4 separate regions of the Mus musculus genome follow, and regions 2, 3 and 4 are each linked to region 1. Evidence: chromatin contacts called from public HiChIP or PLAC-seq and promoter capture Hi-C data. All regions are on one chromosome and are shown on one strand. Each heading gives the region's core, a stretch centred on a gene start, on an enhancer-like site or on the middle of the called end of the contact. The rest is flanking DNA. Distances are from core to core; before and after follow the strand shown. Region 1 holds the start of Csrnp2 (cysteine-serine-rich nuclear protein 2). Region 2 holds the start of Mettl7a1 (methyltransferase like 7A1). Region 3 has its middle 14 kb from the start of I730030J21Rik. Region 4 holds the start of Galnt6 (polypeptide N-acetylgalactosaminyltransferase 6).

Region 1 (4,225 bases), core at 476-2,975:
TGTGGCGAAGCAGGCCCAGTCCCAGCACTAAGGAGACAGAGTCAGGTGAATCTCTGTGAGTTCCAGGCCAGCCAGGGCTACACAGTGGATTCCAAGACAGACAGTGCTATGCAGAGGAGCACTGACCCCAAAATCATCAACAACAAACACAGTTCAGGGGAAACTCTGGACACAGAGAATTCTTGTAAAGCTTGGGTAATGTGAATCTTTTTCCTAAATGACTCCAAAACCCTAACACAGGGGACAATCTTTCCACCCAACTCAAACCCAATATTCTGCCAAAGGTCAAGGAACCTCTTATAGGACTGTGAAGACTACCAGACACTCTGGGGCAGCGAGGCTCCTGTTATACCGCAACACTGTAACACTTGAGTACGATGCCCTACCTTGTTCCCCCTTTCTAAGATACTGTGGGTGATTCGCAAATACTATCTTATGGCTCTACGTGTCCTTGCGATCCCCAAGATCGTGGAAGTGGGAAGACACTCGGTGTAAACCTCCTCCTTAAGCTAGGTATTTAAAGAAGGCCCCTTCCCTCCTCTACTCCCCAGGTTGTCCCCGTTTAGGTTAGAATTCGGCTTCCTACATTAAAGCCACATCCTAGAAGACACAGAGCTTTGTGAGAGACCTGGAACATGATGCCGCATTAACTCTCCTCGGAAGGATATCGCCATTTATAACTCTCCCACACACCAACACCCTGGTTTTGGATATCTGTAAAATTTAAAGCCACCAAAGAAAAGGAGAATGTGAATCGGCTGGGGTTCTAACCACGAAAACTGGAGGACACGGGGAACAGTGTCATCTCTTGGGGATAACTTCTAACCTTTCATACTGAAGAATGGTTTCTGTGTCACACTGTCACTCTCAACCCTTCTAAAAGGGTGAATCAAGACCATAGCACTCAAAGGATGGATGGCAGGCGGCTGCGTGTTTAGGCCTGCGAAAAGGATCAAGCTAGCACCCGGGACAAGTGATGCTCTCATTTTTGCACACAACGCCAGAAAAAATGGGAGACATCGGGAATCAGAGCAGAAGGGACATGCCAAGTCACCAGTTCCCCTCAGCACCGCTGAAGAACCCTTCCGCTCTCAACCCATGGATTCCCGCTAACCTTCCCGCTCATTTCCATCTTCTGCAGTCCCCACAGCCTTCCACATCCTCCTGCCTGCTACTCACAAATTCCCAACCACTCCTCCCACATTTTCCTCCAGGCCCCCTCCCCTTCCTTCACTTCCCTCCATCCTACATCACTGCCCACTCCATTCCGAACTCAGCCGTCAGCCGCAATCCAGCCGGCTTCCAAGCCGCCCATCCATCCCTCGAGCTAGCCTGCAGCCCGACCCGCGTCCCCGGCGCCCCTAGCTCTCACGCCTCTTCCCAGAGGCGCCTCGGCTCCCCGCCCCCCGCCTCCTTAGTCCGCACAGCTCGGCGCCGGAGCGCTGCTCCACGGCTGCCCGAGAACTGCTGCCAGGCAAGGACGAGGCGGACCCCTCCTCCCCGCACCCCAGGCCCATTACCGGCCCCGCCGCAGCCGCTTCTCCCGTCACGGTCTCCGCCGCCCCCGCTGCCTACTCAGCCCGTGTGCAAGGAGGGGAGACCGAGGCGTGCCGGCTCCCAGGCCCGTCGCGTGGCTCTCGGGGCTGCAGGGTGTGTGGGCCGGCCGGCAGGCGGCGGGGGTCGGGCGGCTCTGCACTCTGGCTCCCCGGGCAGCGAAGACCAGAACCGTCCCGGCTCCGGCTAACAATAGGCTCCGGCTGCAGCGCTCTGCCTCTTATAGGCGCCGGCGCGTCGCGGCCGAGGCCCGGGGCAGCCTGGGAAATGGAGTCTACACTTGGCCCACACCCAAGGCATGCCGGGAGTTGGAGGCGGCCAGTGCCCAAAAGCCCTCGCCCACCCTGGAACATTCGCGGCGGACCCCGGAGAGCGCCTGTAGGGCAGTTGCCCGCCTTGAAGCGGGAGGCTGCGGATCCTCGGCTACACTTCCTCGCACCAGAACCTCACCCCATGCCTGGGGAACGTGATTCTCACGGGGTTGTCCCATATGACTTGCTGCAGCTGGCCTAATTTATAAGAGAAATTATGAGCAATGACCTATCTATTTATATGATGGATCGATTTCAACATTTTTCCCACCCCAAACGGGGTCTCTCTACATGGCTCTGGCTGCCCTGGAACTCACACTATTCCAGGCTGGCCTCGAACTGAAGAGATCCACCTGCCTCTGCGTCCTGAATGCTGGATAACGGCGTGCGCCACTATACGGGCTGATTTCTTCACATTCTTAAATTTTTCTTTTCTTTTCTTTTTTTAATTATTGTCTCTGATAATCACAGTTTTGCAGTTCATCTTTAAAGTGGGCAAAATATGGACCAAAAAGTTATAGCTCTGGCTGTCCTGGAACTCACTTTGTAGACAAGGCTGGCCTCAAACTCAGAAATCTGCCTGCCTCTGCCTCCCAAGTGCTGGGATTAAAGGCGTGTGCCACCACGCCCGGCTTACCTTTACAATCTTATGCCAACCAGCCATACGTTGGTTCAGTTAGTAACTATTCAGGTCTTCATATTAGAGAGGTAATACATTACACACACACACACATACACACACACACACACACACACACACACACACACCGTTTGGTTTTGAACAGGGTCTTTTTAGCTCAAGATGGTTTTGAATTTGTTTATTTGAGACAGGGTTTCTCTGTGGCGTTGGCTGTCCTGGAACTCCCTCTGTAGACCAGGCTGGCCTTGAACCCCAAGATCTGCCTGCCTCCCATTTTAAAAGCCTGCTTTAGCTTCTTAAGTACTGGAATGAGAGCCATGATTTGAAATAACTGCTTCTTTTGGTCTCTTTATTTCCTTGGCATCACTACCACTTGTATTTGTTGTTTTTTAGTCTTCTGTCTTGACTGGATTCCATGGAACTTGAATTGAAGAGTTGTTTATTTATTGTATTCTCAATACCAGGTTTTTAAAATCTGGTTATTTGACATTTAGGAGCACAGTGAGTATTTATTGGCTAGGTGGATGCACGACAGGATTAAACTTTATGTAGGGTGTGTGTGTGTGTGTGTGTGTGTGTGTGTGTGCTATTCAAATCTTTTCATGAAAAAAGCGCCATAAGTTCTAAATCCCAGTACATTTTTGCATATGACCAGGAAAATATAAAGCCAGCGCGACTGGCTACAATGTTCTCTCACCTTTGGAGCTGAGACACTGAGCGGCTTTGAAAAAGTGCTATGAATTCCAGTTTTCTTCATTATGTGACAACAGAGACAACACCACAAAGGGAGAAACAGCAGACCATGAAAAAGTGTCTTTAGGATTTCGTGCACCGATCATCTATCTGCTGAAGCTCAGAGGAGACGCGACGAAACCCGGGGGTCCTTAGGCTGCACTGCCTGAAGGTCACCCCGCTTTGCACCCATGTATGCTTGACTCTAAAGAAGCCTGTCTTCCTGAGCACCCACATGGTGGCTTACAGTCATCTGTGACTCCACTTCCAGGGGATCCCTGCTTCTGGTCTGGGCAGGCACTGGCACTCATGTGCACACATACACACACACACATGCACATAATCAAAAATAATGAAAAATAAATCTTAAAACAAACAACCCAGCCTGGTGTGGTGTCATGCTTTTAATTGCAGCACTTGTGAGGCAGAGGCAGGTGGATCTTGGTGAGTTCAAGGCCAGCCTGGTCTACAGAGTGAGCTCCAGGACAGCCAAGGTTACACAGAAAAACCCAGTCTCAATAAAACATCACCAAGCAAACAACCCAAAACCTCTTAGCTGGGAGTGGTGCCAATACCTTTAATCCCTGCAGAGGCAGACAATTGGAAACCAATCTGGTCTACACAGTGAGTTCGAAGCCAGCCACAGCTACACAGTGAGACCCAAAATAAACAAACAAACAAAAGGTCAGGTACATTTAAAGAAAGCTTGGTTAGCACCTAGCAGTGAGTGACATGTTTGCATTGCAAGGGGAGAGTTGTGTGCCACCATGTCCCGCTAAATGGCTTCTTAATCATTGATGTGGGCAAACATTCTCTTTTTAAAAAACACATTTCTTAAAGCTGGGTTTTTTTGTTTTTGTTTTTTGTTTTTGTTTTTTGTTTTTTTGTTTTTTTCGAGACAGGGTTTCTCTGTGTAGCCCTGGCTGTCCTGGAACTCACTTTGTAGACCAGGCTGGCCTCGAACTCAGAAATACGCCTGCCTCTACCT
Region 2 (4,450 bases), core at 635-3,134, 190 kb before region 1:
CCCAGCAACCACATGATGGCTCACAACCATGCTTAATGAGAAACAAACAAAACAAAACAACCAAAACAACAACAACAAAAACCCTATGGGCCAGAGTGAGTGGGGCCGGAGCAAAAGTTTGGGGGGGTGGAGGGGGAAAAAATTAAGGTGGAGAAATTAAAACATTCTGCCTCTACACATATATGCATGTACTCCAGTACACCCATGTGTGCACACACACATGTGGAATAGTTGGTGTAATGTTCCTGGTTGGTTGGGTTTTTTTTGACAGGTCTCTCTCTTCTATAGTCCTGAGAGGAGTACTGTGGAACTCACTGTACATGCTAGGCTAACCTTGAACTCATAACATCTGCCTGCCTCTGTCAGTTCTGGGATTAAGCTGTGTGCCACCAGGCCAGGCTGTTGTATTTGTAACACGTGTAGGGTATATAAAATATGAGTAGACTTTAGCATATGTGTAGGGTATATTAAATATGAGTAGACATTAAAACCTTCATACACACCTCTTTTTGGATTAGGGATCAGTGACAGAGTATTTCCCTGGCTTGTGTAAACCCCTCAGTATCACCTATTCTACCTCCAAATACAAGAATTAAAACAGAACCCAGCTCAGCCAGTGCCTACCACTCCTGTTTCAGGATATGAGTTTTTCCCCTCTGCATGCTGCCGACACCTGATATGAATATCAGATGGCTATGCTAGCCTCAGGTCCATCTCCTCTGGAAACCAGCAGTGACTTTCTTGATCTGACTCGCTGAAGATTCTGAATAGTTTCCTAAATCTTCTAGTTATGTCTGTTCCCACTGTCATTCACACATCAAAAGCACTCAAGTCTTATGTAGAATCATAGAATCACGTTGACAGTTCTTAACTCGATTACCACCTGTAAGACCATATGTGAAATATGGAAGCAAACAATTTAAAAAGTAATTTATCTTCTTTGTGAATTTATGACTCAAAAAACAATTCCCGAAATCAGTGCAGCTGGGCATTGTGACAGAGATCTGCCATCTCAGCGCTGCTTGAGAAGTCGCAGAGGGATCAAGAGAATTCAAGGCCGGCTGGGGCTAAGGAGCAAGACCCAGAAAAAAACCCCAACCAAAAAGACTGGAGATTGAAGCTATTTTATAAAGCCCATCAGAAGCCAAACGGGGACTATCCTGAGCACCTCTACTTTAAATGGGCGGAGTTACATAATAACCAAGCATAAGATTGGCAGTTGCGTTTTAAACTGTCAAACAGCTCAAAACAGTGACACAGCAAAGATCCTTCAGATGAATAATTAACTTATGAAAGGCTCAGTTCAGAATGGGAACTGAGAAACTGTTGGGTGAGTCTTGGCAGGGTTTCCTTTCACTTCCTTTACACAAAAACAGGTTTTGGGGCGGTGTGTGGTGGGAAGAGGAGAAGGGAAGAATAAGCCTGCGATGAAAAGGGGTCTCGGCTGCCATCTTCCCTGGTGCGCTGACCTGCTCCTCTTCCTAAAAAAGGCTTGGGTGGGTGATGCGAAAGTACACACTGTGCACTAGCCAACCGCGGCCGGAAACTAGCTGCAGCCTCCAGACCCAAACAAAGCCAGGCAGGACCAGGGTCAGGGTTCAGGCTGCAACCTTCCAAAGGGATGGGGGGTGGGGGGGGAAGGTGGCAGTCTTGGATCACTGAGCCGGCCAACTGCTAGCCGGCCGGTGGGGTTAGGGTGGGGGTGGGATGGACGGTGTGGGAGTCAGGCCGCAATCGGAGCCCTACCCGGCTCTGCTATTTTGGTTCCCCCCCCCCCCCCCCCCCCCCCCCCCCCGCTCAGCCGGCGCCTCCTTCCTCTCTGATTGGCTCTGGAGCGAGGCCAGGAGCCTGCGCTCTCCTTCCCCAGGAGACACTTCTGGGGAAGCAGTAGCCCTTTCTCCTCTACTCGCAAAGATGACGCTTGCCGTCCTGGCCCTGCGGCTGGTGGTCTGTACCCTGGCGCTTCCCATGTTTCTGCTGAACCTTCTAGGCTTGTGGAGCTGGGTATGCAAAAAGTGCTTTCCCTACTTCCTGAAGCGATTCTCCGTGATGTACAATGAGCAGATGGCGAGCCAAAAGCGGGAGCTCTTCAGCAATCTGCAGGAGTTCGCCGGCCCCTCGGGGAAGCTGACTCTGCTGGAGGTGGGCTGCGGCACCGGAGCCAACTTCAAGTTCTATCCCCCCGGGTGCAGGGTCACTTGTATCGACCCCAACCCCAACTTCGAGAAGTTCTTGTTCAAGAGCGTCGCAGAGAACCGGCAGCTGCAGTTCGAGCGCTTCGTGGTGGCAGCCGGGGAGGACATGCACCAGGTGACCGATGGCTCTGTGGACGTGGTGGTCTGCACCCTGGTGCTGTGCTCGGTGAAGAACCAGGAGAAGATTCTGCGTGAGGTGTGCCGAGTGCTGAAGCCGGTGAGTGGCAGGAGTGAGGACTGGCTAGCTGCAGCTAGGAGTGAGGGTGCTCCTATCAGTTTCGGGTGGATTCTAAACCAAAACAAACAAACAAACAAACAACAAAGCAAAACAAAACAAAAATACCAAATGACTCCAGAAGAATTTTGCAAAAGAGAGTAAGGGCTGACAAATCAGAATCTAGAAAGTTCTAAACTGCCAAAGGGGGAAGAGCCTGTGGAGAGTTTAGATGTCAAACTTGGTAAAGAAGCTCCCAGAAACAGCTGAGGGGTCACCCACTCATTCAAACAAACAAAAAAAAACCTTCCAAGTCCCGGCAGGCAATGGGAAGCAGAGGCAGGTGGATCTCTGGAAGCTCGAGGGCTCGGTTGCCAGCGATGCACAGAGACCATGTCTCCAAAATAAAACAAGCAAAATTTACAGGTCACTAAGGATACTGGTTCTGTGTTTTGAAATGGGTCAGGGAAAAAGATGAGCAACTGGGCAGGAACCAGAGTATAAACTAAAGCAGACAATCATGAGACAGACTGTAAGGCCGTGTTTGCTTCGGACAGTCTCAGAGACTCACAGTCTATAGTGCTGGGGGCAGGGAGGGGGTATCTGGTAAGGACCCCCTCATACAGGAAGGGGCTTGGAAGCCTCATTGAGAAACATCAAAACATCAAGTGAATGCACTATCTCTATTAGAGATTCATCTATAGCTACACATATGTAAAACACGTCCACCCAAGGGTGCTCTCTTTCTCTCTCTCTCTCTCTTAAGATTTATTTGTTTTATGTATGTGAGTACACTTGTAGCTGTCCTCAGACACATCAGAAGAGGGCATTGGATAGCATTACAGATGGTTGTGAGCCACCATGTGGTTGCTGGGATTTGAACTCAGAACCTCTGAAAGAGGAGTCAGTGCTCTTAACCATGTCTCCAGCACCCCCTCCCCCACCCCCCCAAGGATGATCATTAAAGAAGCATTTGCAGTACTGCAAACTGGAAAGAGACCATGTGTGGATGGGAGCTTATCACCCTCAGGAACTCTGTAACAATTACAAACATCAAGAGCTGGGTGTGGCAAACCACACATAGAAACCCACTGACAGTCTCAGGATCTCAGAGGGTGAGAAGGATGCGAAGGCAAGCCTGGGCTATACACGGAGATCAAGGCCAGCCTGAATTATATAGGAAAATCTTATCAGAAATCAAAACAAACAAAAACTTTAAAAAAATCCACCCAACAGAAAGAAACAACAAACAAACAAAGCATTCAAGACGACTGATCTCTCCAGGCTAGAAAAGAGAAAGGTGCGGAGGAAATAATGTTAACCTGTTCACGACAAAGGTAGGAACAGGGGTTACAGCCAGGGAGCTGAACTCTGTGCAGCCAAGAGCAACAGCCACTTTGAGCCTTTCTAGTAGTCTGAAGAAATTCTTTGTACTTGTGACTATCAGGTTAAATGGGTTTGTTTTGAACAAAGCTGAACTTGAAGTGTGATAATCTTAATGTTTCAGCTTATTGATTTGAGAACTTGTAGGGAGGTGACACTGACACATATGCACACTCCCACATAATACAGTCATACATACACACATACACACTCACACACTGTCATACACACTCACACTCTCTCACATACATACATATACTCTCACACACACACACACTCACATACATACTCATACCTCCACACACACACACACTCACACCTCTCACTCTCTCTCACACACATGCACACACACATACAGGCACACACACACACACACGCACACACACACACACTCACATACATACTCATACCTCCACACACACACACACTCACACCTCTCACTCTCTCTCACACACATGCACACACACATACAGGCACACACACACACACACACACACACACACACACACTCTCTTGTAGTTTCCTGGGAAGAAAGCCTCAGATGCATCAAAGGCTTAGCACTGTCTCTCCAATGCAATGACAGACCAGTTAACAACTAGTAGGTAAAGATCTTTAGCCTGGCCTGGGGTGTACACACCCATAGCCACACCCATAGCCA
Region 3 (4,015 bases), core at 1,490-3,989, 250 kb after region 1:
TAGTACGGCCAGCTCTTGCAGGACTTGGCCAATATTCCAATTTTCTTAGAGTCCCCAAAAGACACCTTCACTCCCAGACAGCAGGAAACAATTTAAAGAAAACACAATGCCCCATTCCCAAGAGGTGTGTTGGGTGGTTTTTGGTCATTTGGTGGGTTATGGATGTTTGTTGTCATTTAGGGAGGTTAGTAATAAGTTATTATTGATCATGGTGAGGGAGGAAACAAAGCCAAGGAGGTTAGAGTCAGTGATCGCTTTCTTTCTCTGTCTCCCCTCTATCCTTTCTCTCCTAACTAGTGTTAGGGGGAAGGAGACCATAAAAAGGGGGGTTCTAAGATGGTAGAATAAAAAGTAAATTATTGAATCTACTAGCCTCAAACATTTTACATTGGTATGGATGATTGTATATGACTGAAATTTAAGGTTATTTTGTTGTCTTAATGTATTGTACATATGCAACTCTTTTGAAAACGCAATGTAAAGTTCTATTCTTATGAAAGCTACTATTGCAAACTGTTTATTATAATTAGAAGTGCGAGTTACTTGTTAGTCACCTATAAACAATCTTACTTGTAACCTTGTTAGGTACTAGTTTAGTTAATTATAAAACTAAGCTTTTTTTTTTTAGCCTTGTGACTATGTTTTCAAAGTTTAGCAGAGAGTAAACAGGTTGTGTCAAGCAACATTTGTCTATTCAGAGATACTGAGATAGACATCTGGTCTTCAAACACGTTAGAGACCTACAGAGAAGGCATTTAAAATGTTTATAATAATAAACGGCTTTTCTGACAGACACATCTGCTCCTGGCAATACCCCTGATCTACTGCAAAGAAGATAGTGGGCATGAAGAACTTCCACGTGTAGTGTGCTTCACATGTGGCAAAGCTAGCCACTTGAGAAAGAACTGCCCTTGCCCCTACTGCTGACAGCATGTTGTCCAAACTGTGGACAAGCAGGACACTGGGACATCAACTGCCCATCTTTGTAGAGATAAGGTAGCCTAGTCCTTCAAAATTCCTGCTTCACAGAAAAGTCTGTCAGATATTCTGGGCCTGTTGATGAAGATGGATGCTCCAAGGATACAGACAGACCTTGGGTGACTGTCCGGGCAGCCAGCAGACTCTGACATTTCTATAGTTTGAAAGCTACTTGCTCTGTACCTCCTGTTTACTCCGGTGATATTCATCCTTGCCAGGTCTCTGATAGAGTTGAAGACTAGATAGTAACATCTCACAGTTAAGCCTAAGTTGTTTAGGAGTTAAGAAAATGTTTTAGGGCCTAAAAAGATGTTTTAAAGGTGTTAAATGCAAGACAGTGATTTACGTGCAAAACTTTGGGCTCACCGGGAAAGGACTGATAGTGGAGTGCCTTCTCCAAGGTTACCAAATACATATGAACAGGAGATTGTAAATATAATTCTTACTTGACAGTTCTCATAATTTGTTTATATTAATAGTCTATTAATATTAGAGAAAATGTCATTTTTTAAGATTAAAATGGGGAAAGGCAGTGAGAATTTTGGTTTCTTTAAAAACTCAGTTATGTTGTGTGAGTATGTTTTTGTTTTACTCTCAGGTGTGGGATAAGAGGCTGCTTCGCAGCAGGTGATTGTCATTTGCGTCATGCACTGGCGGGGCATACACTAGCTTCAGCTAGTTTAACTCTGGGGACTCTGGAGAGGCTATAAATGGGAGACCTGAGAGGCCCTGTGGCAGCAGCTGCTGCCCCTGCTGCTGCATTTGCTGTGGTGTTTGCTGTTGCTGGATTGCGGTACTGCTGGATATTTTGACGATGAAGATTGGATTTGCCCCCAGGGAACCCAACACCCTTAATAAACAGGACGTAGTCTAAAGAGGTCTACCCTCCCTTTCCCCTCTAACTTTCTTTCTTTCCTACTTGGTGTTGTAAGGGATTAGGGTGGAATAAACTTTGGAAGGGAATCAGAGATAAAAGGACACAATAGTATTTAAAACAAAACAAAACAAAAAAACAAAAACAAAGCAAAAAAAAAAAAAAAAACCCAGCCAACAGTCCACTTTGATTTTTGAGACAGGGTTTCTCACTAGCTTGGAACATACCAAGAACACTAGAGAACTTGTCTGCCTCCTGAGCTCCTGCTACCAGTGTGGCTCCTCCCACTCCTCCAGCCTTCAGGGTTCTGGGTTATCTAACTCAGCCGCTTATCATTGCAGGGCAAATACTTTAACCACTGAGCCGCCCTCAGGGTCTGACCTAACCCCCACCCCACCCCACCCCACCCCAGTCCCGGCTAGTCCCACCCCCGTCCCGGCTAGTCCCACCCCAGTCCCGGCTAGTCCCACCCCCGTCCCGGCTAGTCCCACCCCCGTCCCGGCTAGTCCCACCCCCCGTCCCGGCTAGTCCCACCCCCGTCCCGGCTAGTCCCACCCCCGTCCCGGCTCGTCCCTTTCAGAAAGAGTGCTTAAGCCGATGTGTGGATGTATTTTTCTCTATTCCCCGCCCCCCAACCCCCAATGGATTAAGTTCTTATACTGAGATCTTTGATCCATTTGGGGTGATTTCTGTACAGTATGAGGGGACTGTTTTCAGTCTTCTCTGTGTGGATATCCAGTTTTTTCTGGTGTTATTTGTTTTGAAGTTGTCTTTTATCTGAGTGTTTTATGGCTTGTTTGTCATACTAACGGCTGCTACAGCAGCACCCCTGCGAACACTGCCTGCCTGTCTGTTTTGGCTCCCGTATCAAGCTGTTTTTGTTACTTTGTAGTAGAACATGACCATACTTCCAGAGTCAGCCTTTTCATCGGACATTCGTCTATGGTGTCTATTTGTCTTTGGTGCTTGTTATCATTCCTTCTAGTCTCCGCCCCACAGTTACCTGGCAACAGCTCAATATAAATGGGGCTGCTTGCCCCTTCCTAGCTCTCTTACTCTCTGCCCCTTCTCTCCCTGCCGCTCTCCCTCTCTCCCCACCCTCCTCCTCCCTCTCTCCACGTCTTCCTGGCCAGTTCCACCCCCCCTCCCGCCTTTCTCTATCTCCCCTCCCTCCTCAACTCCCCTTCCCATGCCCTAAATAAACTCTGTTCCATACTATATCTGTTTATATATCTGGTACCTCAGGGGGAAGGGATGTCTTAGCATGGGCCGCAAAGGCGCCCTCTTCCACCTCACCATACCCAGCTCTAGCAAACATATCCTGGCGCTCTCTCTCGCTCTCTCTCTCTCTCTCTCTCTCTCTCATAAAACACAACATTGCTTATGCATTTTAGAATCTTTTTTCTATTTCTCAGAAGATTGGCACTGGCATTTTGATGAGAATTCCATTGAATGGTTGAAATTTGTTTGTTTCTAGCACTTCGAACTAAAAGAGTCTGACCAAAAATAACAATAACACCTATACTAACATTGCTCTTGAGAAGTCGATTACAAACAGTAAAGAGAGCCATGTACACTCAAGTTCAGGCCCAGAAGAGAGAAAGCAGGCAGAAGCGTCTTTGAAATGTGTCAGGAATGATTGATGTTTCCAGGGGCGTAGGAAAGGATCTTGGGAGCTGAGTGGTGACTACTGGACCAGTGTGGAAATGTTGCCAGGATGACCTGCTGTCCTAGGCTGTGAACCAAGCAAATTCCCAGGTAAGTCTTAATGATAGTTGGAAGTCCAGAGAGCTGGAGGCTTTTCTGCTGTGATCGGAGATGGTCTTCAAAACAGAAAGCAAGAGGTTGAGCTAGGACATCAAGAGTCTGCCTACTATAAGAGGCTGGGCCAGGACATCCAAGAGTCTGCCTACTGTAAGAGGCTGAGCCAGGACATTCAAGAGGCTGCCTACTGTAAGAGGTTGAGCCAGGACATTCAAGAGGCTGCCTAAGTCCCTGGGGGGTGGAGGATGGAGGTGCCCCTGCAAATGGCTGACAGCTAAATGATCCAACAGTGTCAAGAAGAAAATCTAGTTCAGCACAGCCTAGAATGGCCTGGGCTGGTTCAAAGCCCCAGAGTCTGACCCTGAGCGGTTTATTTTTGACATACTTCGAGAAAAGTTT
Region 4 (4,262 bases), core at 696-3,195, 230 kb after region 1:
CCACCTAGTCCAGCCTGGTCTACACAGTGAGTTCCATCTAGTCCAGCCTGGTCTACACAGTGAGTTCTAGGCCAATCTGGGCTATGAAGAGAGAACCTGTCTCAAAGCACAAAGATGGAATAAAAAATCAAACCAAAGTCTCACCCAAGTTATATTTTGTTTTCTTTGGTCTTGACTTTTGCATTGAGACAGAGTCTTATAGTCCAGGCTGGCTTCAAACTCAACACGTAGCCAAGGATGAGCTTGAACCTTGGGTTTTCCTGCTTCCACCTCTTAAATGCTGGCATTACAGACACGGGCCACCATGCCCAGTTTATCCAGTGCTGGAGACTGGAACCAGAGCCTTATGCACACAGCTAGGCAAGACCAGAGGCTAAACTCACACTCAGGGTTGTCCGTCCAAAGCCACGACACATCTTATGTTCAGTTGGTCCCTAAAGCCCTTGCACCTTCTCATTTGCTCCCCGCCCCGCCCTGGAATGTTTACGTGGCGATGTGGCCAAGGTTCTGCAGCTACATTAGTGGCAGAGCTGAGTCAGCCACCTGTAGCCTTCATTATATACACCACAGCCTTCCCTACGAACAGCTGAGGACAGGGCCCCTCCCAAACCCGACTTCTGTTCTAGGCAGTGCAAACAGGACTCAGCCTATGGTTAGATCTCGGGTCTGGGTTTCTCCCAGTTGAACGTGGACGAAGACAGTTCTGATCTCAGAGGGCACCTGACACCCAGGGGGCCTCCCTTTCGCTGGGCTCTTGTGTATGCTGGAGGCAGTGCCAGCTGTGGGTAGTAATTACTCAGTACCCAGTCTCTTTCAGAGTTTCGATTGCTGTGGGGTCCTGGTATCCCCACCTCTGGGTTCTTTAAAGCACAGGGCGTCCATGAGGACACGGAGCCTGCGATGATGCAGGCTGCCCTTGGACAATCTGAATGAAGAGTATTTCAAAACCTTGATCTAGTCATCATATGAATTTGCCTATCTCATCCTTCTTAGCTTTTCTCTGCCAAGCAGGGAAACAGCTGTCCTGTCAGGAGAGCCCGGCCTATGTAATACACACACACACACACACACACCTGTGGTGAAGCGAAGGTAGCCCTGGAGGCTCTTTGGTGTGTCTGTCATTAACCTCAGTCATTGTAGGGATGAGCTCAGAGTGCAACCTTACAGCTCTCCCTGGAACCACTGTGGCGATTACGGCTCAAGACCCGGCCGGGTTCCTTTTTGTGCTTTGAGACAAGCAATCGCCAGCAGTGTCCACAAAATCAGGCGAGCCCTCTGCAGTGGTCTGGAGTCTCTAGATGACTGGCTTTTGGGCAAGTAGCAGGAGGATTCTCCTTTCTGTCATCACGAGGGAGGGAGAATCAGGAAGTTGGTGGTGACAGTCACAGTCATACACTCTACACAATACCACAGAACTCCGTCCCCCACTCCTCCAAAGCGCTAAGCATCCAAGGGGAGATCAATCAGGAAAGGACTCTGAGGGGCCCCCCACCCCCCACCAATGAGGCTTCTCCTGGTTTGTCCCTTCTGTTCAGGGTATGGCAGGAAGGAGTCCCAACGCTTGAGCACACGAGGTGGTCAAATCGGGGGAGGCACACAGTAGGCACCGGGGCGAGAGCGAGGAGAAGAGGGATTCCGGGGCTCCCAGTTCGCCCCTCAGCTTCTTAACCGCAGAGGTGAAGGGGTCTCACCGCGAGAGACGCTAGATGGCACCGCGCGGGGCAAAAAGCGAAGGCATGGGGGATGAGTCTGGCTCAGCCCCTTCATCTCACTGAGGGGGGTGGGGGAGGGGACGGCTGGGAGGGAGTCCCGGAGGAGCACGGGGCTGCCAGGTCCGAGGGCACCATGGGGTCGCGACCCGTTGCTGCTTACCTACCGCGCCGAGGCAAAGCCGCTGCCGCTGCCGCTGCCGCCGAGCTGCTCGTGGGTTTCCCGACGGGGCGACCGGGAGGGCGGGTCCAGGGCGGGTCCTGTCGAGGATGACGCCCCGCCCCGCTCGGGCAGGTGCTGTGACTCCGCTCCCAACCCCGGCATGCGAGGCCGCTCACGTTGGGTGCACGGTCCGAGGCCAGACTGCATCGCGGGCAGCTCCACCCCAGGGCACCGCCACCCCATGTCACCGCCACCCAAGGCCACCCGCATCCCAGGCCATCGCCACTCCAAGCCACCTGCTCCGCAGGGCGAGAGCAGCAAGCCACGGTGTGCAACGTGCTGGCTCGGTGGCGGAGGGGCTGCGGACCTCAGAGCCCGAGGCCAGCAGCTCTCAGGGCGGGCTGGGCGGCAGCGAGCCCCGAGGCTCTGTCCCAGGCGTCTGAGGTTGTGAACAGATAACTTCCCCTCCCATCTAACTGCCAACTGGCAAGTGCCCGGCCTCACCCAGCCAAATCCCAGCCTCAGTACCTAACTCCTGCTATCCAAGGGTAGGGTCAGTGGGAGGTTGCCGAGTGAGGTTCAGAAATGCGGTCCGGACACGCAGAACACCTTCGAGGTGGTTAGAAATGCAGATTTAGGTTTGGCACAATCCTAAAACCTAGCTCCGGAAGGCGGAGGCAGGGAGATCTTGAGTTCCAGGCCAACCTGAGCTACATAGGAGATCGCGTCTCAATAAATACAAATAAATATATAAATAACAAAAATTACTTAAACTCGCGTCTGATTCTGAGTCGTCCTGCCACCTAGACAGTGGCTGCTCATGGGTTCTGAGCCTACCATCCTGACGTAATTTTCTTATCCTAGTTCTGAATTCCTGGTGATTTGGAAACTTTCTTTTCGTGTGGTTTTAAAGAAGGGTTTTATTTACTCATTTATATGCATGTGGCCCTCCTAGCACACAGCCAGAGGTGTAATCCCTCAGAGCTGGTTAGAGGCAGATGCCTGGCTTTACAGGGGTGATGGGACCTGAACCCCGAGCTATACAGCAGTGAGCAGCAATTGCTCTTCACCAACAAACCATCTCTCCAGCCCTCATGTGTGTTTTCTGAGAAAGAGTCTCAAGTGGACAAAGGTAGTCTTGAACTCCCTACATAATATAGTTGAGTTTTGGCTTTTTTAAAAAAAAAAAAAACTACTTTATTAGGTTCTTATACGTCTACCTCCCGACTTTTATTACAAACCCCAACAGTAGGTTGGAGAGAAAGAAGTTAGAGGAGAAAGGGGGTGTATATAGACTACTTCTTGATGATTAGGGGTTCTGGTTCTCTGGGGCAAGATAGATAGGTATAGACACACACACAACACACACACACACACTCATTCCCACAACATAACTGGGTTTTAAAAGAAACCAAAATTCTCCATAGACTCGAGGATGGCCTTGTGCTCCTGATCCTCTGGCCTCGGCGTCTGCAGCTCTGAGATTACAGAAGTGATGTACCATGATCCCCAAGTTCGGATGCTTTCTGGTAGACATTGATCCCAGCATTTCGGAAGCAGGAGGATGCAGGAGGATCTGTGGCTGCAGACAACACAGTGAAAGGAAGCTTGAGATGAATATCGATACTCTGCCTCCAAAAAACAAACAAACACCACGGGGGGGGGGGGGGGAAATGGAATGGATCTTTCTGTTTTGGTTGATGTTAAAATGGCTTTGCAGTTTTGAGTCTCTAAGGCTCAGGGGCCAGGACCCAGCACCCCTGTCGTTGAATTGAGCGCTCAGAGGGGACCAGAGGCATTCTGGGAAGGCCAGGAGATCACAGCGGGGAAGTTTACTGAGCTTGCTTACTTAGGTGAAGGGTGACACTTTACCAGGCTTTGGGATCACCAACATTTCCTGCTGCAGATAATGGGCCGCCGCTGTCTTTGCTTCTCGTCCCTTGGGTGTGAGACTCGGTGGTTTGGCCTTTGCTCCCACCTCCCTTTCACTTAGCTCTTCGACCTTCAGCACTGTGTGATCTTAGTCAGGTCCCAACTTGACCTGAGGGACCTCAGACTGCTCCAGGGTAGGCTCATGACCTCTTACTCTGCCTTGGAGCGTGAAAGAGACTGTTTGGCTTTTCGAGGAGTGCCAGCCGATGTGTGTACCTCAAATTCTGAAGCTGTTATTAATGAGTTCACTTTGGGAATAAGAAGTTGATTAGCGTTCATTAGTTATGGGAAACAAAGGTTTCATTATGACACTTCGTAGATGTATATATAATGCACTTTGATCATTTTCAATCTGTTTCTTTTAGTGATTTGTGTGTGTGTGTTGTACATGCAGGTCAGAGGTCATCTATCTATCTATCTATCTATCTATCTATCTATCTATCTATCTATCTATCTGA

The links. Promoter capture Hi-C pulls out the DNA fragments that hold promoters and counts their contacts. HiChIP or PLAC-seq counts read pairs in DNA pulled down with a chosen protein or histone mark. Capture Hi-C pulls out chosen DNA fragments and counts their contacts.
Region 2: a promoter capture Hi-C map of adipose tissue shows a contact between it and region 1. The contact joins the promoter of Mettl7a1 here to the promoter of Csrnp2 in region 1. A contact is called at or near these places in 2 of 39 promoter capture datasets (fetal liver and hematopoietic stem and progenitor cells), 1 of 115 datasets of contacts at active chromatin or transcription factors (effector CD8 T cells) and 3 of 9 other capture datasets (adipose tissue, liver and pancreatic islet).
Region 3: a promoter capture Hi-C map of fetal liver shows a contact between it and region 1, with 2.7 times the contacts expected there. The contact joins the enhancer-like site here to the promoter of Csrnp2 in region 1. A contact is called at or near these places in 23 of 39 promoter capture datasets (the 3T3-L1 cell line, 3T3-L1-derived adipocytes, the C10 cell line and 15 more), 3 of 484 Hi-C or Micro-C datasets (CD8 T cells, the N1E-115 cell line and double positive thymocytes), 3 of 115 datasets of contacts at active chromatin or transcription factors (bone marrow-derived macrophages and embryonic stem cells) and 3 of 9 other capture datasets (adipose tissue, liver and pancreatic islet).
Region 4: a contact with region 1 is called in an H3K4me3 HiChIP or PLAC-seq map of embryonic stem cells, with 4 times the contacts expected there. The contact joins the promoter of Galnt6 here to the promoter of Csrnp2 in region 1. A contact is called at or near these places in 9 of 39 promoter capture datasets (the 3T3-L1 cell line, the C10 cell line, cranial neural crest and 4 more), 1 of 484 Hi-C or Micro-C datasets (double positive thymocytes), 6 of 115 datasets of contacts at active chromatin or transcription factors (effector CD8 T cells, embryonic stem cells and stem cell-derived neural progenitor cells) and 4 of 9 other capture datasets (adipose tissue, liver, macrophages and 1 more).

Annotation. Positions count from the first base shown.
Region 1 is chr15:100,493,514-100,497,738 of GRCm38.p6, forward strand. Csrnp2 (cysteine-serine-rich nuclear protein 2) reads right to left here and starts at 1,726. Exons shown (of 5, transcript NM_153407.2): 1 at 1,521-1,726.
Region 2 is chr15:100,302,933-100,307,382 of GRCm38.p6, forward strand. Mettl7a1 (methyltransferase like 7A1) reads left to right here and starts at 1,885. Exons shown (of 2, transcript NM_027334.3): 1 at 1,885-2,412. The coding sequence starts at 1,915.
Region 3 is chr15:100,744,977-100,748,991 of GRCm38.p6, forward strand. No RefSeq gene overlaps it. Among named protein-coding and RNA genes, the nearest start is that of I730030J21Rik, 14 kb to the left of the region's middle. Within about 2 kb of position 2,740, at least 111 of the 459 cell types and tissues checked have an H3K27ac peak or open chromatin away from gene starts, as enhancers often do. A contact at or near this core is called in CD8 T cells, the N1E-115 cell line, bone marrow-derived macrophages and 2 more, where this site is marked.
Region 4 is chr15:100,727,431-100,731,692 of GRCm38.p6, forward strand. It overlaps Galnt6 (polypeptide N-acetylgalactosaminyltransferase 6), which reads right to left and starts at 1,946. Exons shown (of 12, transcript NM_001161767.1): 1 at 1,873-1,946. It overlaps I730030J21Rik (RIKEN cDNA I730030J21 gene), which reads right to left. Exons shown (of 3, transcript NR_045782.1): 3 at 3,075-3,454.